Linked DNA regions of Sus scrofa: region 1 is linked to region 2. Evidence: chromatin contacts called from public promoter capture Hi-C data. All regions are on one chromosome and are shown on one strand. Each heading gives the region's core, a stretch centred on a gene start, on an enhancer-like site or on the middle of the called end of the contact. The rest is flanking DNA. Distances are from core to core; before and after follow the strand shown. Region 1 holds the start of SLC27A1 (solute carrier family 27 member 1). Region 2 holds the start of SLC5A5 (solute carrier family 5 member 5).

Region 1 (6,678 bases), core at 4,059-6,558, 350 kb after region 2:
TGGCCTCACTCGTGGATTAAGGATCTGGCATTGCCTTGAGCCGTGTGCAGGTTGCAGGCGCCGCTCGGATCCAGTGTTGCTGTGACTGCGGTGTAGGCTGGCAGCTACAGCTCTGATTGGACCCCTAGACTGAGAACCTACATATGCCATGGGTGCAGCCCTAAAAGACAAAAAGACCGAAAAAAAAAAATTACTTCCTGGAAACAGCAAACATTTATTATCTCAGTTTCTGTGGGTCAGGAATCCACAAATCCAGAAACAGCTCAGGGTCTCCTGTGAGGCTACGGTTCAAGGTGTCAATTGGGGCTGTGGTCGTCTCAAGGTTTCACTGGGAGAGAGTCCACTTCCAAGTTTACTCATGTGAGACTCTCCACAGAGCTGCTTCACATGGCAGTCAGCTTCCCCCAGAAGGAGTGACCCAGGAGAAGCACCCAAGATGGAAACCACAGTCTTTTTTATTACCTAACCTCAAGTAATATCCTATTACTTTTGCTGCATTCTATGCATTAGAAGTAGTCACTGGAGTTCCCATCATGGCTCAGTGGTTAACGAATCCAACTAGGAACCATGCATGAGGTTGCGGGTTCGATGCCTGCCCTTGCTCAGTGGGTTAAGGATCCAGCATTGCCATGAGCTGTGGTGCAGGTTGCAGGCACGGCTTGGATCCTGAGTTGCTGTGGCTGTGGCTGTGGCCGGCAGCTACAGCTCCGATTCGACTCCTAGCCTGGGAACCTCCATATGCCGCGGGAGCGGCCCTAGAAATGGCAAAAAGACAAAAAAAAAAAAAAAAGTAAGTCACTAGGTCCAGTCCACACTCAAAGGGAAGAGATCATACAAGGGTATAACAACAAGGAGGTGGGGCCATCTTTGCAGCTGCATCACACAGAAAGTGTGTCAAGCTCTATGTCAGGGACTTGGCGTGGATTCGGCTCCTGCCCTGTCCCAAGGGAAACAGAGCTGGACACAGATGTCCCCTGTCCCTTGGAGCAGAACTTGGGCCTGGGCAAGTCCAAGAAAAAAATATATCATGCACTTCTGCTGAGTGCCACCGTGATGGGAGGCCATGACCACACAAAGATCAACATGGGCTCCATCTCTGCCGCCCCCACCACAGGACCCTCGATTTAAGTGGGAGAAGGAAAGAAACTCCAAAATTAAGAGGCAAGAAAGCAGACACATAAGATAATTACAGGAGTTCCCATTGTGGAGCATTGGAAACAAATCCAACTAGGAACCAATGAGGTTGCGGGTTCGATCCCTGGCCTTGCTCAGTGGGTTAAGGACCCAGCGTTGCTGTGAGCTGTGGTGAAGGTCGCAGATGCAGCTCAGATCCCGTGTTGCTGTGTCTGTGACATAGGCTGGAAGTTACAGCTCCGACTGGACCCCTAGCCTGGAAACCTCCATATGCCGCAGGTGTGGCCCCAAAAAGCAAATAATAATAACAACAATAATAACTACATATGACGAATGCTGCTAGCGGTGACAAGTTAAGCTGTGGAGCCCCATTGCCTGGGTTCACATCCTGTCCCCACTACTGGCCAGCTATGTGACCTTGGCCAAGTGACAAAACCATGCTGTGTCTCAGTTTGTTCATCTGTAAGATGAGACAAGAGAGCACCCACCTCCCAGGTTGTTGAGGGGGCTTGAAGAAGTCATGATTTAGCATGGTGCCTCACAGAGAGGGAGTACTGTATACATCTTGGCCATTCTGCCAGAGAGCAACAAGATGGGAGGGTCTGACATTTAAGCCAGCCATGGAATGATGAAAATGAAGAGCAGGAGAAGACTGACCATGGCAGAGAGAATAGCAAGTGCAAAAGCCCTGGGGTTTGGAACAAACAGGAACATGTTTAAGAACAGCAAGGAGGCCAGTGTAGCTGGAAAGGTGACAAAGGAAAGGACAGGAAATTGGGGACATGGTTGGAAAGCTCGTGTGGTCTAGATTCTAAGGGCAACAAGGTGCCGAGCAGGAAAACTCAGCAAAGGGTCCCCTGAGGGAGACAACATCGTAAGGCATCGCTAGGCAAAAGGAATGCCATTCTGTTACAGGCAGAGGAACCTGACAAGGCAAGTTGATGCGGGTGGGGGCAGGTGAACCTAAGGAGAGGTGGGGAGTCACAAGTGGGCAGGGGACAGGCTGGCAGGACCTCAGCTGGAGGCTGAGTCTTTTCTACTGCAGAGGAGGGGGTCATGGAAGGTGTATGAACAAGGGCACAGTCCAACTTGCATGTTGGAAAACCAAGAGCAGGGGCAGGAAAGGAAAACGTGGGTTCTAGAAGGTTCAGAACAAGTCAATTTGAGTGGAATTTTCCCCAGCTTCTCACCATCCCTACCACTGCACAGAGCCTCAGTTCCTTCACCTGTACAATGGGTTAATCCCCTTACCTCCCCACAGGCACCAAGACTGGCAGACCCAGAGCAGGTGCCCATGGACTCCCACGTAGAGGTTGTTCCTGAGATCTGCTCTGGTGAGAAAGCCCAGGAACACTTCTAACAGCTTCTTTGAGCAAGCCCTTCAGAGATACCTCCAGAGACCTTCCAAAGATGCCTGTAAACAACACCAGAATCCCCTCTCCAGAGATTCCCAGTCACCAGAGACCCCACCCCTAAGCCAAGTCTTGGAAGACACAGCCACCTCTCCTCAGACCCTGAACAATCTCCAAAGTCACGCACAGACCTTAAATTCTCAAAGAGCACCCCGACCTGACCACAGAGAAACCTGTAAATGGCCCTGAGGAGACAAACAACCCTTCAAAGACTTAAAAGCCCTTTACATATGTCTCAGGAAGCCCTTTCAACGTCTCTGAAAAAGTCCCCCTGAGAACCCCTAGGGACATACCAGAGTCTCTAAGGAGCCCCCAGAATCCTCCCACAGTCACCAAAGCCCCATAGAGACCCCACCCCCACCCCAAACACGCACGGCCTCCCAATCAGCCTCAGCCTTCTGGAAGCCCTACCCGCTGCCCAAAGACCCTCAATTCGCCCTCCAGCACCACTGAGATCACCAGACAGGCTCAAGGACACTGAAAACCTACTCATCTCACTCCAGAAACCCCCAAGCTGTCCCCTGCAGGTGCCCTCAGAGTCCCCCAACCCACTCTTTTCAGGCCCCAGCCCCGCCTCTAGCCCCACCCTCACCCAAACCCCGCCCCCAGTCTCCGAAACCTCCCCCAACCCCAAGCCCCGAGGGTCCCCAACTCCGCCCTTGCAGCGTCCGTCTTACGACCAGCCCACAACCAGCCCGCCCCCAGCCCAAGCCCAGGGACCAGGCCCGCGCTGCACTCACAAGAGGTCACGCCTCGCGGTTTTGCAGACGATGCGCAAGAAACGCCAGCCGCCGCCGCCTACGTAAACGCCTAGCGCCGCCGCTGTACTCCAGGTCCACGGCAACCCCAGCAACCATAGCAGGACCAGAGACGCCACAGAAGCCGAACACGCACCTGGAGTCCGCATCCTGGGGAGGCGGAGAGCTCTGAGGCCCGAGCCCCGCCCCACGACCAGCCCAACTCCGCCCCCAGGTCGAGCTCCTCTCTTTTAGAGTAAGGCCCCGCCCCATGCGTGAGAATGGGCTTGTCTCATACAGACCCCGCCCCCAGGCCAGGGCTCCGCCCCGTCCCAAATTGGGCACGTCTCCTTACGCCTAGCCCAGCCTTTTCTGTCAATCATTAGCAAAGGCCACTCTCCCAGAAACAGCTCTTCCGTCCCGTCAGCCACTGTCAGGCCCACCCCAATCCTCTACGTAGCGACTATTCTGGGACCCAAGCTCCTCCCTAACGACTTGGCCCCCAAGCCTAGGCTCCACCTTGGCCCCCACCACAGACCCAGGCCATTCCTAGTCACTCGACCAGGTCCCGCCCCCATGCGACACTACACCTCTGTTCTTGGTCCCAGAATCCACCAGCCCAGAGTGCTTGGCTTTCCTCCAGGTGCCACCTCTACCCACCCCCACTATTCATTTGGCCCCGCCCACAAGCACAAACCCATTCCAGTTTCGCTCGTCAAGAACCAAGTTGGAACTATGACCACGCCCACAAGCATACGCCCCGCCCTCTCTGAATGAGGCCCCGCCCCTGTAACTGAAGCCCCGCCCCCAGCCTAGGGCCTAGCCGGCATTCCCGGGCCCAAGTTCTACTGGCACCGGCCCCGCCCTCAAGCTTTGAACCAGTCACCACCTTCCGGGCTTATTTCGTCCCACCTAGCAACCTAGGCCCCGCCCCACCTGCCCTCCGGGCAGGCTCTCTTCAGACCTGTCGGGCTTATAGCCCCTCTGCCGAGATCCGCCCCCTTCCGGAGGCCACGACCATAGAGAGGGCCCCTTGGCCAGAGAGACGACGGCCAACAAGACCTGGGGGCTAGAACGCCCCAGCAAGGACGGCCGCTGTCTCCATGACAACTAAATTTCTCCAGCTACCAGCTTCCCTTCCCTACCTCCCCATCCCTCCCTGCGTGGAGTTTAGGAAACCCGTGAGTGCCTCAGCCGAGAGGTATAGCTCCCAGGCGCCCCCGGCCCAAGCCCTAATGGCAACCAGGATCCCTACCCCTGCGGACTAGAAACGCCCAATTCACACTCAGGGCCTGCCTGTACTGGATTCTTGTTCTAAATGCAATTCCCAAAGCCTCTTCGGTTTTAAACACACTTTCCCGGAGTTCCTGTTGTGGCACGGCGGAACGAATCCGACAAGGAACCATGAGGTTGCGGATTCGATCCCTGGTTAAGGATCCCGCGTTGCCGTGAGCTGTGGCGGCTCAGATCCCGCGTTGCTGGGGCTGTGGTGTAGGCCGGCAGCTGTAGCTCCAGTTGGCCCCCTAGCCTGGGAACCTCAATATGCCGCCAGTGCAGCCCTGAAAAGCCCGCGCGGGGGGGGGGGGGGGGACGGGACCACATTCCAGGGATCTGGAACCCACAGCCTAGGCAAGAAGATCCAATCCCCATCTCACTCTTAAAGCTATATTCCAAGAACCCAGCTAAATTCCAAATCTATATCCCCACATCTTGTCAATTAAGTCTCAATGTTATCACTCCAGCACCCCAAGGAGAACAAAATCCACACACTAGGTCCCCACCCTTCCACAGAGTCCTAGGGTCCTAAACGCTCACCTAGAGACCCTAAAGCCCTCCCCCTGATCAGGCGAAGGCACGTGCTGGCCAGGCTACCCACCACCGTATTCCCTGGCTGACCTGGAGCTGCTCACTGACCTTCAGTCTTTGTTCTGTCGCCAGCTCCCAGAAGTTCAGGCAGTAGGCAGGCTGGGACAGTGAGGCTAAGACAGAGGTCCCTACACCTTCCGGGCTTCTGTTTGTGCAGACTCCTGGGGACTGCTCTGTGTTGTGCCCATGTGGGCCTCTGCCTTGGATCCCTCTCTCCAAGCTCCCTCTCTTCTGCACCCCTGCCCACCCCACCCTTGCTCGTTTTCTGCCCTGTTTGGCTGACCTTCTCAGCATTCTCCTTGGGAGGCAGCCAGGGCCTGCTTCCGGCACCATTTGGAGGACAGAACTGGGCAGGCGCTCACCCCCCTCTTCCCCAAGCTGCCATCAGTCCCTTCAGGCTGCCTAGGGTGGATGGAATGGGGATGAAGAGGCAGATGAGAGGTCTGGCACTGGTCCCCCTACTTTCTCAGCCAGGTGTCAGTGAAGTCAGCAATGCTCAGTAACCCCAGCCGCACTCTTATCCTGCCAGGTAGTGCTATTGTGATCACCCTATTTTACAGGTAAAGAAACTAAGGCCTTTTCTTGCTAGCTGGAGTTGAGATTCATTCGTTCACAAATGTGGGCAGAGGGGTTCCCTGGTGGCCTAGTGCTTAAGAATTTGGCACTGTCACTGCTATGGCTCGGGTTCTATGCACAACCAAAAAAAAAAGACAAATGTGAGGAGTTCCCACTGTGGCATGGTGGGTTAAGAATCTGACTTCAGGGCTCGGGTAACTGCAGAGGCACAGAATCAATCCTCAGCCTGGCACAGTGGTTTGAAGGATCTGGCATTGCTGCAGCTGCTGCATAAGTCAAAGCTGCAGCTGGGGTTCCATTCCTGGCCCGGGAAGCTCCATAGGCCAGGGGTGTGGCCATAAAACAAAACAAAACAAAACAAGAGTTCCCGCGGTCGTGGCGCAGCAGAGGCAAATCCGACTAGGAACCATGAGGTTGCAGGTTCGATCCCTGGCCTCGCTCAGTGGGTTAAGGATCTGGCATTGCCGTGAGCTGTGGTGTAGGTTGTAGATGCAGCTCGGATCCCTAGTTGCTGTGGCTCTGGCAGAGGCCGGTGGCAACAGCTCCAATTGGATCCCTAGCCTGGGAACCTCCATATGCCACGGGTGTGGCCCTAAAAAGACAAAAAAACAAAAAACAAAAAACAAAAAAAACCAACAACCACAACAAAAACAAATGTGGGCAGAGAACTTGCTCCCCTTTCTCCACTCCCTCCCCCTCCTCCTCTCCTTTCAGTCTTCCTTAAACTTCTCCTGCCTCTTCTTCATCTTGCCCTGATTCCCTCTGTTCCCCCAGTTTCCTCCCGCTCTCCTTGTGCCTCCCATTCTCCTTCCCCTCTTCAAGTTTCTCCCTCCCTTCCCTGCTTTGCTTTCCTCCACTTCCCCACCTTGCTCTTCCTCTCTCTATTCCCTCCCCTCCTCCACCCAGTCCTCCTTCCCCTCTCCCCTCCCGTCCCTCCTCCCCACCAGTCCCCT
Region 2 (6,501 bases), core at 231-2,730:
GCCACCAGGTACTGCAGGGTCCCGCAGAGCCGCACAGCGCGGCTGAAGCGCAGCTCCAGGTACTGCAAGAGGGAACCGAGGGCTTGTGGTCACGCGGACAGGTCCTACCCAAGAGGAGCCGGAGGCCTCTGGGGTCCTTCACCCGCCCCCTTGGTTTCTGCGCTGTCCACCCTCTAACCCGCAGGGTTTCCAGCCAAGTGCACACACTCCGACCTATCTGCACACACTTGTACACAAGCGCCATCCCCGCGCCTGTGCCCAGGAGGACTGAGCCATCAAAAGTGCACACATCGGCCCCGCCCACCCCCACTCAAGTCTGGTCGGCCCCCGCCACCGGCTGCTGCGGCTCGGAGTCAACTTTGGCAAGATAACAGTCAGTGCCTGCGGCCAACTGTGATGGGTGGCCTACCGTATACTGGTCAGTATTGTAATCACTTTGCCCACTGCCCTGGAGGGAAGTCCTGAAATCAGGCCACTTAGACTTTTAGGGAACCCGAGCTGGGAGGCAAAGTCTTGCGGGAGGTAGGAGGAAGCGGGGAAGTTGGGGTTGGAACCCGGAGCGGGCCGCCGGGCGAGCAGTCGGGTGTACGCAAGCCCACGCATGTGGAGAGCAGGGGTGCTCCTGTCCACACGTGAGCGCGCCCCTGGCCGGGCTGGCCCCTCCCTGAGCGGGTTTTCACCAAAGAAAACCAGGACGCCACCAGCTCCTCTTCCTCCTTCCGGCCCCTGGCCCCACTGCCTCAGGCTTCTTCCCAGAACCCTCCCTACTGGTCCGCCTGGTGGCTACCCTATGAAGACGCCGAGGAGCCCGCCTGCGGCTCCCTGCACAGCAATTCAAAGCTCAGGGCCTCCCCCTCCGCATCCCTTTATTCCCCACCAGGCAGGTCCTGCCTCAGGGTCTCTGCCCCGTACCTGGTAAGTGCTGGTGAGGCCCAGGCGGTAGAAAACTGGGAGGAAGAGTAGGGCAGTGAGCAGCGAGTTGAGCAGCTGTCCCAGGCACATCCAGAGGAACTTGAGGCCATAGCGGTAGGCCTCCGCTGGCACGCCTAGCACCTGTACCGCCGACATGAAGCTGGCGGACAGCGAGAGGCCGACGGGCACGGCCGTCAGGCGCCGGCCCCCGGTGAAGAAGTCCTCGGCGCTGCGCTGCCCACCCCGCGCCAGCCCAACCCACAGCCCGATGCCAGTGGACACCAGCAGCATGAGGGCGAAGACTCCGTAGTCCCAGGCTCCGAACGTGGCCCGCGCGCCTCCCTCGACGGTCGCCATGAGGGCCGGGTGCGGGGACAAGGCGCGTCCTGAGCCTTTCCAGCCACCTCGAGCTCCCGGGCTGAGGGAAGTTGGCAGCGGCCCAGAAGGCAGGACTGCGAGGAGGTGGGAGGATGCTCGGCCTCCGATGCGACACTGCGCGCCGGTTCCCCTTCGTCCCCTGCGGGCCGAGGTTCCCCGGGCAAGGAATCTGTGGATCCTCGACTGCCTCCCTGACTTTCCTCTCGGTCTTTGGCGTCTGTCTCTGCCGTCTGTCTGTCCGTCCACCTGGCCTCCACTTGGTCCGGCTGCCCCGTGCAGCTGCGTGTCCACTTCCCAGCCCTCTGTCTGTCCTCTCCCTGGGAGCCGCGCTCAGCTCTGACTGCTGGAGGTCTTGGCGGGGCTTAAACGCGCAGCTGGCTGCAGGGCTGCGGATTTATTGGGCTCCGGGTCGACGAAACTCCGCCCCCGCGTGTGGGGGCGGGAAGGACCCGCACCCTTTCCCTTCTGGACTGGGCCAGAGAGGCTGGGACAGGACACTTGGGTGGCTGCTGGGGGTGGGGGTGATGGATGCCCCCCTTGCTTCGCGTGGCCCTTTCCCCTGGCCATAAGCTTTTAAAGTCTCCCTGTGACAAGTGGGGAAACTGAGACTCAGAGTTGGCATGTCACTTACCCAGCACTACACAGCATTCAAATCCCCACTGTGCTTTTGTATCTTGACCTACAGGGGAGCTCGCTCACCCACGGGACTGGGGTTTACTTTCAAGGTTGCAGCGTCCCCAAAAGGAAACCTGCACTGCTTCAACCCCTCCCCCGACTGGCACCTTGACCCACTCCCTTTCTAGCAGGAGAACATCACCAAACGCTGTCCTTAGGTTAAGCTTAGTGGGAGGTAGTGGGGTTCTGAGCACATATATATCTGAAGTAGTCTTTGCTTCTTTCTGGGCCTCAATTCCCCATCTGTAAGTGGGGCTAACATATAGCCCTTGCCTCGGAGGAATAAATTCAACCCGCATAACACAGCCTGGCACAGAGTAAGTACCTCATTCATTCATTTCTTCCCTCATTTGTTGGTTCCTTCACCAAATATGCATTGAGAACCTACGCTGTGCCAGGCATTAAGTGTATGATGGAGGTCATGGAGGGGCTGTCACTGGCCATGAACTTGAATATATGGAGAGACATGAAAACCTGGGGAAGTAGTGTCTGGTCGGCCCCTAATGTTACAAATGAAGAGATCTGAGGTACAGGGGAAGGGAAAGTCCTTTGTGTGGGGTCATGCCATCAAGAAATGCAACACTGTCATCTTGGGACCCTTCGCTACTGGACCCTGAGGGACTTGGGCCTCCAGAGGCTCTGAGCTCTGAGTTCGAATCCTATCTCGCCCTGTGAATGCTGGGTTCTCTCCTCTATGAGCCGGGAGGGATCTAAGAATTCCTTGGGTTGAAGTTAGGGCTCCCTAACCGTCCCCAGCCTCTGACGCCCCCTGGTGGCCCCCTCTGGCAGACACGCACCTCCCAAGCTGGGTGCATCCTCCCCCCCAGGCATCCTCAGGAGTCACCGGGGACTGTCTCCTCTCTCCAACTCGTGGCACAGTGCAGGGCCAGCCAGATCCTTCCTGGAGCTGCGATAGCACGCCTCCACATGAGAATCTGCTGCTCACTGGCATGCATCTCCTGCCAGGAGGGTGGGGAGAACTTGGGAGTTTTTCCTCCTTCTAGTTCCCTGCTGCATCCTCCAGGAAAACGTGATGAGAAAGGGGAAATCCGGGTGGATTCCCTCAAAGCTGCGCCAATCAATGCAAATATATGCAAACTGATGTAAGCCAGGTAAAACTGGCCTTGTCTCCCCAGAGGGGTGCTCAGAGGGGTGATTGTCCCCTGCCAGCTCCCTGCTTCTCCTGCAGTGGTAGAAGAAGGGTCCAGGCTGCAGAATGACACCTGGGCTGAATCTCATGCATTAAGCACCTAGTATGTGCAGGGCCCCACTCCAGGTGCCGAGGACACAGCAGGATCCAGGTGAACCCACCCTGCCCACAGGCTCATGGCTCTGACCAAACCTGCAGATGAATACCCATTTCAGAAACTGATGCAGGAGTTCCCATTGTGGCTCAGCAGTTAACAAACCCAACTAGCATCCATGAGAATGCGGGTTTGATCCCTGGCCTCGCTCAGTGGGTTAAGGATCCGGTGTTACTGTGGGCTGTGGTGTAGGTCACAGATACCACTCAGATCTGGTGTGGCTGTGGCTGTGGTGTAGGCCAACAGCTACAGCTCTGATTGGACCCCTAGCCTGGGAACCTCCATATGCCGTGGGTGTGGCCCTCAACACACACACACACACACACACACACACACACACACACACACACAAAGGAACTGATGGGATGATAAGAGAGAAGCAAGGTCAGCGATGCAGATGCTGGGGGAGCAGACTTTATGTGGGCCCTGCCAGTAGAGAATGAGCCAGCCAGGCTTGGAAGCATGGGGGAGCGGGTGTGTGTGGCCAGGGTGGTAGTTGTGGAGAAGCGAGGGCCCTCAGGTGGGAAGGAGCAGGGCAGGGAGGACCACAGTGGACCTTAAGCCTTGACAAGGGGTCTGGATTTTATTCTGAAGTTGCCCCAGGGGTGGGGGATGGCAATTGGATAGTGTGGAGCAAATGAAGGACTTAAGGTTCTGAAAAGCCCACTATGTCCAAGGCAGGGGTTGTCGGGTGGGGAGAAACAGGTGAATTCAGAACATGTTCTGGAATTCCTGGAAGGGAGTGGAGGCCCAGAGCTGGGAGCCCTGCAGGGTGGGTGGAGGAGGAAGAAGCATGGAGGAGAGGAGAGGTGGGGAGGGGAGGCAATCATGGCTTCCCGGACTGTATGACTCAGATCATGGGATGGGGAGGAGAGTAGGCAGGATCCAGGACCTTCTATCGATGGAGGGAGAGGAACAGAGCAATCCCTGAAGGCCCAGCAGCTGCAGTCTAAGCCGAAGGAGCAGCCATGTCTGGGAGCTGGGTGGGCGTCTGCTGCCCTCCTGCTGCCTGCTGCCTGGGCCACCCCATCGTTCCCACATCACCTTGGAGACACAGCAGGTCAGAGGCTGGATGTTGTGATCTTGCTCTAGCTCCAGCAGGACCCGCAGGGCATTTGTCCTTGAACATCTAACCTGTACTGTTTAAAAGCAAACCATTGTTACTTTTTCCTTTTTTTTTTTTTTCTTTGTCTTTTTGCCTTTTCTAGGGCTGCTCCTGCTGCATATGGAGGTTCCCAGGCTAGGGGTCGAATCTGAGCTGTAGCCGCCAGCCTACGCCAGAACCACAGCAACACCAGATCTGAGCCGCATCTGTGACCTATACCATAGGTCATGGCAACGCTGGATCCTTAACCCACTGAGCGAGGCCAGGGATTGAACCTGCATCCTCATGGATTCTAGTCAGGTTCTTAACCTACTGAACCACAATAGGAACCCTTATTACTATGGGTCGCTGTCATTGTCCATGATTCCAATCCTGAGGATTCTGATCCCATGATTCTCAGAGTCTCTCTGGGTTTCAGGTTCTGGTAAGGGTCTCCTGGGCTCCCACTCATCTTACCTTGCCTAGGCACCTGTCCTTGCTCCCTTGGTCCTAACTCAGGAGTGAGGTGCAGGGTGGGTCACAGTGGGGCGGCTCTTCCCTGGGGTTCCCAGCCCTGCCCAGGCTGTGACACTTGGCACCTGAACAATCCCAGGGGTGGGACCTGGGAGTGCCTCAGCTCCTGAGGAGGTGGGAGGGGTCTGCTGGGCCATGCGGGTTCCAGATTCCTGTCCTCATTGTCCTTGGGTTGGCTAAATGAGCCCAGTAGCATCTGTCCCTATGGGCCCCAGGTCAGCACAGCCAGTCCCGCCACACAGGCTCCATATGGAAGGGCCCATTTCTCCCCAGTTCTGAGCCTTTGCGCTAGTTGGTCCTCCAGGCACCCATCTGAATTCCCCCTTGGAGACTGAGGGCTCAGGTCCTTGCCTCTAGCCAGCGTCCCGATGGCTACTCTAAGTGGGGTTTGTGGGGAATTGCCCGGTGGATAGTTACATGGTAGGCGGCTGTCTATGGACAAAGTTATGAGAAGGTGAGTAGATGGGCAGTGGGACGAATAGGTGTATGTTAGCAGAGGCTTGCTCACTCATTGCTTGGTTCAAGGCCTCCCCAATGAGATTGAACACATCCCTCAACTGGTTGGGGCAGAGCCCTCCCAACTGGTTCCCAGGGTGTAACTTGGGTGAAGCCTCAGTGGAGCTTCAAGGTGGGGATGGGGGTGCATGGGGGAGCCTTGGTCTTCCACTCTCCTGGTGGTGCCTTCTCCCACCTGATACTTCTGGCCTCCCGACCTCTAGCTCATCTGAAGCCCCCCCACCCCAAGATCCAGGGGACTCCTATTTTACACAGGAAGAAACTGAGGCCTTGAGTGGGCAGTGAATTGCCCCAGACACAGGTATCAGGATCTACCTCCAAGCCATCAGGAGTGACAGCAGTTTCGGATCATAGCCTAAAAAGAACTGGTGGGAGTTCTCTTGCACAGTGGGTCAAGGATCTGGCACACTCACTGCAGTGGCTCCAGTCACTGCTATGGCACGTGTTTGATCCCACCCCAGGAACTTCCACTACCACGGGCATGGCCAAAAATTTAAAAATTACCAAAAAAAAAAAAGTTCATTTCTCATGTTCTAATCATGCAGACACAGGGTCAGATACCCAAGCTCTTTCTACCTTTTGCTCGTGTATGTAGCTTCCTCATAGTCACACGTGGCTGCTGGAGCACTGGCCATCATGCCTATATTCTAACCAGATGGAATTTCCTGGAAATGACACACATCAGTACTGCTAATATCATGTGGCCACCTCTAACTGAAAGGGAGGCTGGGAAACTTCCTTCTCAGTGGAATCTAGATATGGAGATTCCTATTACTGAGGAAGGAGAGAAGGAATATTTGGGGCAAGTAGGAGTTTCTGCTAGAAGCCACAAAGTTAAGGAAACTGACAAGGCAAACATCACAAAAAAAATTTAGCCACCCCTCCCATCCCCAAATACCTCAAACATTGAAAGATGTCCTGGAGTTCCCGTCGTGGCGCAGTGGTTAACGAATCCGACTAGGAACCATGAGGTTGCGGGTACAGTCCCTGCCCTTGCTCAGTGGGTTAACGATCTGGCGTTGCCGTGAGCTGTGGTGTAGGTTGCAGACGCGGCTCGGATCCTGCGTTGCTGTGGCTCTGGCGTAGGCCAGTGGCTAC

What was found. Promoter capture Hi-C pulls out the DNA fragments that hold promoters and counts their contacts.
Region 1: a contact with region 2 is called in a promoter capture Hi-C map of fetal liver, with 4 times the contacts expected there. The contact joins the promoter of SLC27A1 here to the promoter of SLC5A5 in region 2. A contact is called at or near these places in 1 of 5 promoter capture datasets (fetal liver), 7 of 47 Hi-C or Micro-C datasets (embryonic fibroblasts, fetal skeletal muscle, liver and 3 more) and 2 of 2 datasets of contacts at active chromatin or transcription factors (alveolar macrophages and skeletal muscle).

The regions. Positions count from the first base shown.
Region 1 is chr2:60,230,280-60,236,957 of Sscrofa11.1, forward strand. It overlaps SLC27A1 (solute carrier family 27 member 1), which reads right to left and starts at 5,309. Exons shown (of 13, transcript NM_001083931.1): 1 at 5,198-5,309; 2 at 3,287-3,454. The coding sequence starts at 3,453.
Region 2 is chr2:59,883,606-59,890,106 of Sscrofa11.1, forward strand. It overlaps SLC5A5 (solute carrier family 5 member 5), which reads right to left and starts at 1,481. Exons shown (of 15, transcript NM_214410.1): 1 at 913-1,481; 2 at 1-62. The coding sequence starts at 1,269.